Regions from separate parts of the Zea mays genome. Here region 2 is linked to region 1. The links are chromatin contacts, called in public Hi-C maps. All regions are on one chromosome and are shown on one strand. The core of a region is the stretch at or near the end of the contact, and the rest is flanking DNA. Distances in the headings are between cores, read along the strand shown. Region 1 holds the start of LOC103643953 (pentatricopeptide repeat-containing protein At3g49730). Region 2 overlaps LOC103643958 (calcium-transporting ATPase 3, endoplasmic reticulum-type).

Region 1 (6,783 bases), core at 1,698-4,197:
TCCAGCTTAAATAAGTTAAGAGACAAACAAACAACACAGATTATTAAATAGATTATGTAATCTAGATACCTAGATTATGTAATCCATAAGTAGAATATCAGGTGCTTATATAATCTATGAGCTCGATTATATAATCTTAAAAGAAAACAAACAGAGCCCCTATAAAAAGGGGTCAAGTGGACACTTGGTCACTCATTTAATCCCTCCCTCTCCTCTTTTATCCCTCTTTTTGGTGTATTCACCAATAGTGGTGTGCACCTGTGATTGGCTCGTAAAAATTCTTGGACGGATGGAAGAGTGAAGAGATAAGCAAGTCAAAGAAAAGTAACAACGAAGCTTCATCAGCTACAAATTTTGGCCCAACTGGTTGCACCAGCACCAAACTTACGTATACATGATTATCTCTGTTTCCCTCATTTCGAAGAAAAAAACGGGTTTCAAAACCCACTGCTTTCAGGAGTAAAAAAAGATAATAATCTGAAACATTGCTTCCACCTTGGCCCTTATTTGGTTACGTTGCAATTCACCCCAATCCACATGTGGATTGAGATGGATTGCAGTGTAGCTAGACAAACCCTTAGGCCCTGTTTGCATAGGAATACACCAGGAATTATTCCAGCTAATCAAAATTTATATAAATGAGAGAAACAATTCGGATAGGAATTGTTCCAGGACTTCATTCTGCAGTAACCGAACGGCCCCTTAATCCACCCCAATACACGTGGATTGGAGTGGATTGAGGTACAGCCAAACAAGGCCTAAGTGCAGATCAAATAAATCACCCGTCATATTCTTCTACCTACAAAAACAGCAATAAACACCTGAATGAAGTTCTAATTTGCACAGTGTAGGTAGGATGAAAATAGTTACCTCCTCATGGTCAGTAACTCTTGGCACACAACTTCACATGTAATCGATGTACCACTTGGCTCTTGCCTGAAACCCAATACATCTTTAGCATAAGAATAATATTATGATGGCAAGGCATGATCACCAGCACTCCTTTATTGTTTAGTAAGTCTATCACTCCCCAAAACAATTCAAATGAACAGAGATGCATTGCCCCCAATGAATTCTATTTCAATTAGCCGGAAAATTCTACTTCATCAGAAGCATCCAAATTGCCAGCATCCCTACTAGACTGACCATGACCAGGCTGCCGCAGATGCCTCTTTTTCTGTCCTCTCCTCTTTGCCTTGAGTTTCTCTTCAAGATCCCTCACCCCACGTCTCTTATACATCTTAAAGCTAACATGTCTCTCCTCCGCCATCTTCCTAACCTTCTCAGTAATCTCAGCAGCAATCTGACGGTTGTACAACTTCTTCAGCCCCTTCATCAACTTTGCAAATGTGTCAGGCTGTGGCATCAGTCCTGCCTCTAGCATGTCTAAGCAATACAGGCAGGCCTCCTTGACATGTTTCTTCGCAAACAGTGCATGAATCCAGATAGTCCATGCACTCACATTGAGCTCACAGCCTTTGCTCACAATACATTTCCAAACATCCTTTGCAAGCTCAAGTTTCTCATCTCTGACCAACGCATTGAGGAGGTCCTTCAGCACCCCATATTGCGGTACCACAAAGAGCCCCCTCCCAACCATGTCTTTAAAATAACTACATGCCTCAATCAGCAAACCCTGCCCAACAAGGCCACTCACCACGATAGCAAATGTATCGACCACAGGACTGAGCCCAGCACTTTCCATCTCATTCCACAATGTCATGGCTTGCTTGGTCTCCCCAAGCCTGCAGGCCAACCGAATCACCACATTGTATATCTTGAGATCTGGTGGACACCGGCACTCCCGCATCCTCTCCATCAGCTCCAAGCACTCCTCAAGCTGCTCCTTCTTCTCGTGTGCTACAAAGAAACCATGGTACACGGCAGCGTCCACCCGCAGGCCATCCCTCGACATAGCATCCAAGAACTCGTACCCCTGGGATATCTTGCCAGCCTTGCAAAACGTGTTAACCAGGGTGCCGTACGTGACAGCATCGGGCGCGCACCCCTTCCTTCGCATTTCCACAAACACGCGCATGGCCTCATCAACTCTCCCCCTCGCGCCAAGCCCCTGAATCAGGGTGGTGTACGACACCGCGTTCGGTGGACAGCCACGCTGCTCCATCTGCCCCGCCAGCTCGAACGCGTCCTCGAATCTCCCTTCCGCGACGAAGCCAGCGAGCAGGGTGTTAAATACGACGACGTCAAGGGCAACATCCGCAGCCTTCATGCGAGCGAGCACGTGCTTGGCCTCGTCGAGCTTGCCCTGACGGCACCATCCGTAGAGCAAGGCCGTATAGTGGCGGAGCGAAAGCGGGAGCCGGGGCTGGAGCTCCTCGACAAGCTGCTCGGCGGTGAGGACGTGGCCGGCCTTGGAGAGGGACTCGAGGAGGGAAAGAAAGAGGGCGGGCTGGTCGTGGTCGGGGCGGGCGGAGAGTAGTGAGAGCGCGAACGGCAGGAGGCGCGGTTGCGGGAGGCGGCGCAGGACGGGGCAGAGGAGGGAGGGGCCAAGGAGTTGAGAGGGGAGCGGCGCGAGTAGGGACGGGGACGGCGCGGAGGAGGCGCGGGAGAAGGACTTGGCGAGGAGCGCTAGGGAGGACGGGAGCGGCGAGGGCAGCGACGGGGAGCACCAGTGGAAGAAGTGCAGCGCGAGGGAGGAGGCAGCGCCACAGCGGCGGAGGACGGCGTCGAGGAGGTGCGGCGAGGAGGCGTCGAGACCCGACGCGGACAGCGCGGCGGAGAGCCTCTGCGGGTCGGAGTGGTGGCGGCGGAGGAGCCGGTACGCATGCTCAGCTGAAGAGACTAGGCTAGGATCGGCGGCGCCGGTGGAGGAGAGACAGCGCCGGAGAGGGGCGGAGAGGGTGCACCGCATGGTCGCGGACTTGCGGAGTGAGGCCGGCTGTGGCCCGTGGCGGACGAGATGCACATGCGGGCGATGCGAAAGCGAAATGCACCCAACGAAAACTGTTGTATCGACAGCAGACCGTTTGCCCCTAAAAATCCGCCTAACCGATTTGTCCAGTCTAAACAAAACTAAGGGCCTATTTGGTTCACTACCTCGTTGTCATATTTTATCTAACTTTTCTGTCTAAAGTTAGTTATTCAATTCGAACGACTAACCTTAGGCAAAGTGTGGCACATTTAGTCACAAACCAAACAGGCCCTAAATTTGGTAGGTTTTATAGATGAAAAACCAGCGGTAAATCATCATAAATCGATGGTTTTCCAAGAAAATGTACTGTTTTACTGTTTTTTTACAGGAAAAGAAATTTTTTAACAAAATTTATTTGTAATTTGCTCAATTCACATTGCACATTAAATATTAATTGATCCACACGACATATGTTCACGAAAATAATATACAACAAACATATTATACAACCACAAACTCCAATTCTCACATGGCGAAATGGGACATGGTTACTAGACCTAAAGACAAGAGGGTCTTGGTATCATAAATACTAGGCTAATGAATGAATGCTTATTGGTTAAATGGATTTAAAGGATTGTTTAGGGATAGGAGGATATGTGGTACAAAATCATTAAAGCTAAGTATATGACAGGGATCAACTTCTTTAAATCTAAAACCAAGGGGGGCTTCTCAGATTTGGCAAGGATTACATAAAGTTAAGGAACAATTGGATCTATACCATTAAAAGATCCAAACTTTAGATATATACCATGGACCCCACATGTCATTGACTCATGTGGACCCACATGTAAGTGAGATAGTAATGGTATGGATCCAAAGTGGTGATCTTTTAATGGTATGGATCCAAATTTCCCAAAGTTAAACATTTGTTCCAATGGGGGTAGTGAACATTGTCCGAAACGGAGAAGGCACTCTGTTTTGGAAGGATACTTGGATGGGAGAGGTACCTCTAAGTATCAAATATCCAAATCTATATGAAATTTGCAAGGATGAAGATGTCCTTGTAGTTGATTGCTTCGATGGAGATAATGGTTGGTTGGAATTTGAGAGACCACTTTCTAATAAGGATTTCAGCGAACGGAAGATTCTTAAATCTGAAATGCAGGATCATGGGATTTCACATGGGAGAGATACAGTGATCTGGACCTTAGAGAACTCTAATATGTTCTCTACTAGGTCGTTGTACAGGTTTATGTTTGATGGGGGGTCAGGAATAATATTTATAACATCATCTGGAAATGCAAAGTTCCTCTTAAGATCAGGGTGTTCTTGTGGCTACTTTACAACAGAAAAATGCAAGCGACCCATGAATTAAAAAAAGGGTTGGAAAAGTAGTGGTGCATGTGCCCTTTGCTGGGAACCGGAGACTATTGACCACATTTTTTTTCTTTTGCCCGTTGGCGAATTATGTTTGGAACTGTATTCACATTATTTTGAACTGGAGACGGACTCCTAGATTGGTAGAAGATATTTTCTCTATCGATGATGTGATGAAGTCACATATCCCTCAATCCCTTCATCTTTTTCTGTTTGCAAGCATAGTCTGGGCCTTATGGCGTAACTGAACAAGATGTCAATCGAAAAAAGTTTCCAAGCAATGCTACTATGATCATGTATGATGCGATTTCTTTCATGCAGAAGTGGGAATGGCTGATCAAGAAGGAGGATTCCAGCAAGATGAAGAACACCATGGAGTTGATGAAGGGTTGTATCCATGAGTACTGCCCGCCCCTAGGAATCATTCGGATATTGCATTTCTCTGATGGACAGAGTCGGTCTCATCCTGGCCTGGGGCAGTTAGCTAGAGCTAGGAGGTGGGGCTTCTGGGAGCTGATCTAGTGTGTTGTCTGAGTTAGTAGTGATTGGGTGTTTAATTGTTGTTTGCGTACAATAAGGTTACTCTCGTTTGGATGTTGGTTTTTTACTTGCCTATGTGGGTCTTATCTGAACTTGTATGAACCTAAATGTTGTTTGTGTTCCTTATGTGCTTTCTTAAAAGCAAAGTGATAAATCTTTCTTTCAAACTCCAGTTCTCATGCAACAAACAAACAACGAACTTCGCAATACTCAAATACAAGTTCTTTTACAGCTCTCCAATAAGGCAACAACATATAGGTCAGCTTATTTCACAATACTCACATGTTCAGCTCGAGTCATAGTGATAGTACTCAGGCATGTTGGAAGCATCATGATATTGTTTCAATCCGTCATAGTGATAGTGATAGGTCTATACAATGAGATACATTAGTGAGAAAATAAGAACGACAAATAAATACTTATTCACGAAGCAAAAATAACATACCAGTGCAGCGGGAACTTGTCCATACCCATATTGTGGTCCTGGTGGATACATATTTGATAAATTTGAATATAGCGGTGGAGGGGTCCATAGTTTCCATACCCATATACTTTATCTGGTGGTCCCTGACCCGGTTGCCATTGCCATGCATAAGGATTATAGACTAGGTCTTGTTCCTAACCCTAAACCATTATCTGTTACAATTTGGACAACGTTCTCTGGCTCAATAATCTTCAAGACATCCTTGATCTCCTGCTACATCAACATATGTATGAGTGGCTAGTAAAAAGGGTGAAGCAATTACGAGTACATACAACATATATGTTGTATCAACATATGTACCTACATTATGAATTTATGGTTCTGGACCTCTCCAGATGCATCAACGGTCTTTAAAAAATACATCATCGCATTGCAATATACCAAAAAGTTAATGATGCTCTTTTGTGTAGGACCAATCCATGAATCACACATTACAATCGCACCAAACTCATTCCACTCAATCTTCCATTTTTCAATCTCCTTTTAAAACTCCTTAACATTTTCATCAAGATACTTGCCATCAATCTCTCGACCAATTGGTAATGTGACCCCCACACCTACATTTAAGGCAACAAGGATATATTAACAACATAGATCAAATACAACAAAATATATTGTGTTATTTGTTACCTTGTTTTGGGACTCCATAATTGCGTCTGTAAAATATTGGTTATCGACCTTTCGACCCGGGATGCCAATGGCATGACAAGTCTTTGCTCAAGCCCTACCAAGAATCTCTTTCAAGCTCCTTCCCTTACTTGTCCAAGGACTAGTATCTCCTTTGTTGCCTTGGTCCAGAAGCTTCAGCAAGATTGTAGTCTCTAACACGCTCAAGTACTTGTTCCCTACTCCTTCCCATCATCCTATCAAGTGTCCCTCGAGATACCCTCTAGCTGTAGGATCCACCACCCCTATCATACCTTGCACCAGCCCTTTGACTAAATTCGTGCTCCACACATGACTGATGCAGAGCTTCTTGAAGTTCATCCTCATACTGATCGTCCCCAAAATGGGTCCGTGCTACCTCATCTGCCCTCAGCTACTGCCTGAACCTAGACCTCTTCTTTTTTCCTCTGCCTTATCTATGTCAAGTTGGAAGTATGTCTTTTATGTCTGGAGTAACAGATGGACATTTCTTGATATTCTTCCCTCTATGTGTGAGATGCTCCTTCAATCGAGTATCACCCTCTTCACTCTTTGTTTCTCTACAATACTTGCATTTGAAACCTGCGCCAACCTTCTCTCCGTGCAACCAGACTCTATCTCTTTATATTTCTCTCTCTATATGTTCATCTGACATGTCTCCTACAGATGTGGCAAAGATAATGCAAGTATGCAACACATTAGTAGCAAATAATATTATCGGCTACATATATAATTAAATATCAATAATACTAACATATATAACTCAACATTAACAATACTAACATATATAACTAGTACTAACTACACATTAACAATACTAATATATAACTAGTATCTAACAATAAATCATCTTCACATAACATCT
Region 2 (6,783 bases), core at 2,135-4,634, 630 kb before region 1:
AGTAGACATTCTTCAAAATCTAGATTTTTTTATGTCCTGTGGTGCATGAAATTCTGCTTGTTTTGTCTTGGCCCTCCCATTCTGTGAGCTTGAGAATAACAGTTCTCTGAAAAGGCTATCATGTCATGTACGAAAATACATCTGTAGTAATGTAGCTTCACTCATGCAGTGTCATTCATCCATGGAGTAACCTGTGGCTTGTTGGGTCTATTATTCTGACCATGCTTCTTCATGTAGCAGTCCTGTACATTGAACCACTATCAGCCCTTTTCTCTGTAAGTAATTTTTCTTTGTTCTTCAGTGGTTCTTTGATCTTATTTATGTTAAAATAAATCGGATAAACTGTGATATACTTATGCAGGTCTCTCCATTGTCGTGGGTTGAGTGGAAAATTGTTCTTTATCTATCCTTCCCTGTTAGTACTCTTTCTACCTTGACTTGTTATGCAATTAATTGTGGTGATACTCTCTCCGGTCAAAAATACTTGTCACATTCGACTTTGGGCAGTCTTCAATGTGTATCTTTTTGACCAGTAATTTCTTCTAGACTTATTCTTAAAATCCTTCTTTATGAGATGTTGCAAGTAAATTTGGATATGAATGCACACAAATAACTTACATGGTTTAAAACTAAATAATTTAGAAGTCATTGACGTTTGTAGTTTTAAGGTTTGACCAAATATTGTCCTGAATGGCATGTCTGTGTGACCAGAGCGAGTATGTGTTTTGCTTATAGCATTGTTTTACGACACGACCATTTGTCGTGTTCTTGTATCTTTTCCTCTTAACATCATTCCAGATCTTTCAAAACAAATGTTTCTCCAGACTAATTTCATCTAATTGTTAGGTAATTTTGATTGATGAGGTTTTGAAATTCTTCTCAAGGAGAAGCCCACGAGGTATGTTCCCTATACAAATACTACAGCAGCTGCTGTTTTAGCCAGCAGAATCTGAGTTTGCTTGTTTGCAGGTCGAAGATTCCCTTTAAGGTTGTGGAGACGTGAGATACTTCCAAAAGAGTCGAGAGACAATTGATTTTAGGCTTCAGCATATCAGATGCATACAATGCAAAGCGAAAAGCTTGTCTTCTGTTAGTATTGAGCCTAATTTTGGCAAATGTTCATGGATGAAGATGACATTGTACAAATCTTTATGTGGCTGATATCTAGGGCCGAGCATCTTCGAGAATAGAGTTCGCGACTACACAATTCATTGGGGGGGGGGGGGGGGGGGGGGGGGGGTTCTCAGAATGCTAGTTTTGCTCAGAAAACATAGAGAAGCTTCGAAAGCCTTCTCACTAGTTATAGACGGTGCTACACTTGTATCAGAATGTCAGATGCTTACAAAAGGATGAGTTCATGCAACACCCCTTTCTCCCAACCAATGAAATCACTGTACGCATCAGGTTCTGTCAAATTTTCAGGGTGACAGACGCCGTTCTGGTATTTCTGCCATTTTATACATCGCAAAAGTTTTGCACCTTGATATTGTTGGAAACAATGGCATGTTCGGCTGAAATTTACAACCACTGCCGCTGCAGGCTGTCGATGTTCTTGTAAAATGAAACTATTTTATATGAACCCAAAGTTAAGGGAGCTACCCAAACAGATTCTAGAAAAAAAAATCTCATTGGTCCTCCCAACCCCGAGCCCCACACGGTTCTGGAGGCTTCGTTCCCATCTACAGAACAGCGAGGCTAATCTACAGGCGATTTCGAGGAACCGGTGTCGATCTCTTGAAGCTTTTATACTTAGCTAGTATAGTTCGTACTACAAATAACTAGTTCAGGTTCTTCCTGGTATTGGCTTCCGGTTCAGATTTCGTGACTTTCTGAAGAAAAGTCACGGGTGACTTTTGCCTTCCGGATGCCACTCAATTCACATCTAGTGGCTGCTGCTCCTCTCAACTTTCTCCACGTATAGCAGTTGTTAGTCCAAAGGAAGATCATAGCCCAAATAAAGCCCAGATTCGGTGAAATAAGACTATCATAAATTATAGAGTGGAGGGATGGAAATTGATTTATATATTTATGTATCTCTAGGTTATGTCATTCTTTTTTTTTGAAGTAAGGTTATGTCATTCTTAGGGTCGCTCTCCTATAGTAGAAATGTAGCATATACATATCTTCTCTATATGGTTAACAATAGTACACAAATATATTCCGTATAAAACCGTATTTTCTTAATTGATGTGTGTCTAAATTAGGATTATTAGAATGAAATTCAATTCTAAGCATCCAAATAGGGCCTTAAATATTTTGTATAGCGTTCATGCTCCAAACAACCAAAATAACCTCAGTAAACGGCCAATATCACAGACATCAATTTGCACAGTTTAACCAAATAATTTTAGCAAGTGACCAAGTGTAAACCACGTTCACCCCAAAATAACAAAATAGCCTTCCCATGTAGCAACAATTGGGCTTCTAGAGGAAGTATCAAATGGTCATATCATCAATGTTTTTAGGTCCCTGCAAAGGCAAAGGAAAAGTTGAAAAAGAAAAAAAATCAATATTTAAACAAATTCTACAAGTTGAAAAGGAAATTGAGGGCTTGTTTGGATGGTGGCCACAAAAAGTTGCCTGGCCCAGGCACCAAGCGTTGGATTTCCTACGCCTGGGGCCAGGATGAGTTGCCTGGCAGGCATTTGCCTGCGAGTCCACCATCAATAGATTGGTGTAGCCAGTGAAACATCGCTGTCCATTTGAGCATCATCTATTGATACTTATGTTTCTACGACACCACTGTTTTTCTCATTGTAACACCTCAAAAACTTAACTTGGAAATTTGGTAAAATTCTCCAAAGGTTTGGAGTTAGAATACCTTTTAATGAAACGTTTCTTACCCTTAAAGTTGTATCCCCTAAAATAAATATATTTTATAATAAAAAGTCAAATGAAAAGATCCTTTGTATCCTTGTTAAATTATATATTTAAACATAATCTTTAAAAGAAATAAGTTAAACGATCTCTTATTAAAGATTTTATTTACCTTTAACACAAATAAGTGATAAATTATTGAATTTTGAACACACTTTTAACTAGACTATATTTTCTTTAAATATAAATTTTGTGTACATTGCGTAGTTGAAGCATTGACTTAAAAGAATAATAAAAGACTATGCATGCTGGAGTTTTATTATTGTCCGTGCATTAGATTTTAAAAGTTTGAAATTCAAAAGCAAATTTGAGTTAAAAATAAGATAATGAAATCTGAAAATAGAAAATAAAATAGAAAAAGAAGGAAGAAATGTGCCTCTGGACCGAATTTCCCTCTCTTGGTCCAACTACCCAACTTCCTGCGTGGCCCATTCAACCCAGCTCAGCTACCGGTGGTGGGCGTGGACCCCACCCGCTAGTCCCTCAGCCCTGCCGACCACTCTCTCCCGTGCACCGATAGCTAGGGCTGGATCGTAATCCTCTCCTATCGTGCATGCTTGACTCGTGAGCCTACTTAGCCAGCGACACGCGATGGGAGACTACGATCGCGTCCTTGCTTCGCTTACATGAGGGACCAGCGCGCCAGGTACGTCATCCTCATCGAAGTCCATCGCTGGGCGATTACAGCAAACCCAGGATCCGCGCGGCCGGTTGTGATCGGCTGGTTATTATCCGATTCGCCTCGCAGGGTGTATATATAAGCCCTGAACCACCTCCTCATCCATCAAATCGAACCATCGCGACGACCCAATTGGAGAGCACCTTCGGTGAGGATCAGAGAGGGAGAAAGGGAGAAGGATAGCCGTCGTCGACATCATTCGCCTCCGCCACCATCCAGAATCCCCAATGTGACTGAAGGCGTTCTGTCAGGTGTATGGTGCGTGCTCGGGGAAGCAGTGGAGTGTGCGGGACCACAGAGCCATGGCAATTCGTCGCCGGTGACGGGAGCGCCACTGCGGAACGCACTTCTCGATGGGCGGAGGACGACGCGATGTAATCCTCGGTAAGAGCACCCATATCGATTTCGCCTTAGCACCTGCATCATTTATCACCTAGTTGACTTTGGGAATCGGGCACCACAGCCCCGAAGCGTGGGAGCTGTGTGGAGTGTTGATCCGAGCACATGTGACTGTTATTAGACGTAGAATCACCCTTCGCACGTTTCAATCCGGGTCACTGGATCAGATCGGGTGGTTCTGATCGAATCCCACTTCATTAAATCGTGGTTGTTCATCCTCGATCCTAGGGCGGTCATCGCGTACCGGTTCAAGCTGAGAAACGTTTAATCGATGTTGTCGATTCAGATCGAATGACGCTGATATACCTATACCCCTTCGACCGCATACACTTACGAAAGAGTCCCTGATCTATTTTTAGAATAATCCACAGTTCAGTGTAGTATTAGATTATTGAATCTAAGTCCTAACAATTTGCAGAGAAAGCCTCGAGTTCCTAGGATTTAGCACTCGTTGTCCTTCTTCATAGAAAAACAAATAAAATAAATTAGGAAATTTATGGAAAATATCTGGAAAACGTTTTTAATTGTAAAATTAATAATGAAATACTTAGAAACTCAGAAAATTCATAACTTTGGTGTTTTAACTCCGAATTTTGTGGTTCTCGAACCTACGATCTCGTAGCGATGCATAGAATATTCTTACACAGTTTGTTCATATGCTTTGGTGTAATGTTAGCATATTCATTATTTGATTTATTGTATGTATTGCTACGAGTAGAGGCAAGGTGGTCGTCTTTTTGGTGTTTTAGCTTTTTTACAAAAGTTTCTCATAAATATGCCTTTTCAGTTTCAATTCAGAAAATAGACCCTTACCTTAGCATCATCATTATTGACGTCGATGTTACTAAAAGGGAAATGTGCCCTTGGGCCATTTCTATAAATGTTTTGGTAATTAGATGTCCAACACATGGTTTTAAGTTAATATGTGCTAAGTGGTTGAGAAGCACAAAATCAATAATCAAGGAGAAGTTTTGGCTAAGTTCAGCAAAACCAACACCAGCCTTTGGTGCACCGGATAATGTTCGGTGCCCAGGCTGGCCCGGCGACGAACTCGTCGCTCTCGGGAAAAAAGCAAAGGCGCCACGGCTATATTTCACCGGACTGTCCGGTATGCACCAGACTGTCCGGTGAGCCAACAGTGCCCACAGCCAACGGTCGGCAGCGCAATCAGCGGGCGACGCGTGGCCTGGGCCAACGATCACTTGGTCGCACCGGACAGTGTCCGGTGCGCCAAGAGGGCCGAGGGCGCAACGGTCGGCTTCGCGAGAAAAGGAAGGAGATCGAGCACCAGACATGAACTGTTCATGTCCGGTGGTGCACCGACCGTTCGGTGCACCACCCGACAAAAGGCAAGAATTGCCTTCCTATTTGATCTCCAACGGCTCCTAGCTGCCTTGGGGCTATAAAAGGGACCCCTAGGCGCATGGAGCACTACACCAAGCATTCTCGGATCATTCTAAGACGCCTAGACTCCGCCGCCACGCATTTAAATCACTGTGTTAGATATCTGAGCACCATTTGAGTTGTGAACTCCCTGCACTGTGTTTTGTGCTCACGTCTTGGCTTGTGTGCGTGTGTTTGCTGCAATTTGAGTCTTGTATGTTGCTTTCCCTACCTTACTCTTGTGCTTCTCTTGTGATCAATATTGTAAGGGCGAGAGGCTCCAACTTGTGGAGATTCCTCGCAAACGGGAAAAGGACTCTAAAGAAAAAGACAGTGGTATTCAAAATGATCATTGGATCTGTCGGAGAGGAAATTCTCCGGCCGGGTGGCGGAACGTGTGGCGGAACTGCCCGAATTATTCCAACTTAAGTGCCTAAGTCCCACCTTAGAGGCTAGACCACACTTAAATGGGAATAACCCGTCAATCCCTCGAATCTAGTCCGACAAGGCCACTGACAGGATCAAGTACCACAATCTCACTCGATGGTGAGTCACAGAGCAAATACAATAAAGCATAAAACCATGCATATAAGAGTATTAAATTATTACATCACCATCGGAGTTTTGCAAAAGTAGTCATCATTGTTCGAGTGCAGCGGAATAAAACTAACGATAAATAAATAGAGAGATGGGGAACCCCTTGTCCAACAATTCCTGCAGTTGCTTTTTCAATTCTGCCAATTCCGCGGGAGGCATCCTATAGGGTCTCTTGGAGATAGGAGCAGTCCCGGGCTGCAATTCAATGGCGAACTCAATGTCTCTGTCAGGTGGCATTCCTAGCAATTCATCCAGAAATACATCTGGGTAGTCACAAACCACTGGGATCTTTTCCACTGGGGATTCTATCATAACGAAAGCACAAGAACGGGTACAACCTTGATCAGGCAAATATAAAACAGTCTCGCCATAAGCAGGGGAGTGAATTTCAATGGCCCTCGCTGCAATATCCAATACTGCCTGATGCCTGGCCAACCAGTCAGTTCCTAATATAATATCCACGCTATCCAATCCTAAGATGAGAAGGGTGGTTCTAATCACAAGACTACCAAATTTTATAGGCACTTGCCTGTTGACTTGATAGGTGGCAACCCTGCCTCCTGGTGTCGAAATTGTGATACCCCCATTGGTGTGGTGAAAAGGTAACTGACACTTGGCACTAAATTTGGCACTGATAAAACTATGCGATGCACCAGAATCAAAAAGAATAATAGCAGGATAATTCAAAACTGTAAAGATACCAGTCATGATGGGTGCTCCCTCTGGAATATCAGCCATGGTGGTGAAGTTCAGCCTGCCCTGCCTCACTTGCACCTTCTGTCTCTTGCCTTGATTCTGATTAACATTCTGCTCCTGTCTCTGCTGGTTCCTGGGGCAATTCTTGGCAT

The links. Hi-C and Micro-C count contacts between places; a contact is called where the count stands out from the background.
Region 2: a Hi-C map of tassel shows a contact between it and region 1, with 2.4 times the contacts expected there. The contact joins the enhancer-like site here to the promoter of LOC103643953 in region 1. A contact is called at or near these places in 2 of 25 Hi-C or Micro-C datasets (bundle sheath and tassel).

Annotation. Positions count from the first base shown.
Region 1 is chr1:278,567,106-278,573,888 of Zm-B73-REFERENCE-NAM-5.0, reverse strand. It overlaps LOC103643953 (pentatricopeptide repeat-containing protein At3g49730), which reads right to left and starts at 2,947. Exons shown (of 4, transcript XM_020546911.3): 1 at 871-2,947. The coding sequence starts at 2,872. The coding sequence ends at 1,085.
Region 2 is chr1:279,194,247-279,201,029 of Zm-B73-REFERENCE-NAM-5.0, reverse strand. LOC103643958 (calcium-transporting ATPase 3, endoplasmic reticulum-type) reads left to right here. Exons shown (of 34, transcript XM_020546917.3): 31 at 170-275; 32 at 362-415; 33 at 847-898; 34 at 970-1,479. The coding sequence ends at 1,034. Among protein-coding and RNA genes, the nearest start is that of LOC103643958, 34 kb to the left of the region's middle. Within about 2 kb of position 3,384, at least 19 of the 20 cell types and tissues checked have an H3K27ac peak or open chromatin away from gene starts, as enhancers often do. A contact at or near this core is called in bundle sheath and tassel, where this site is marked.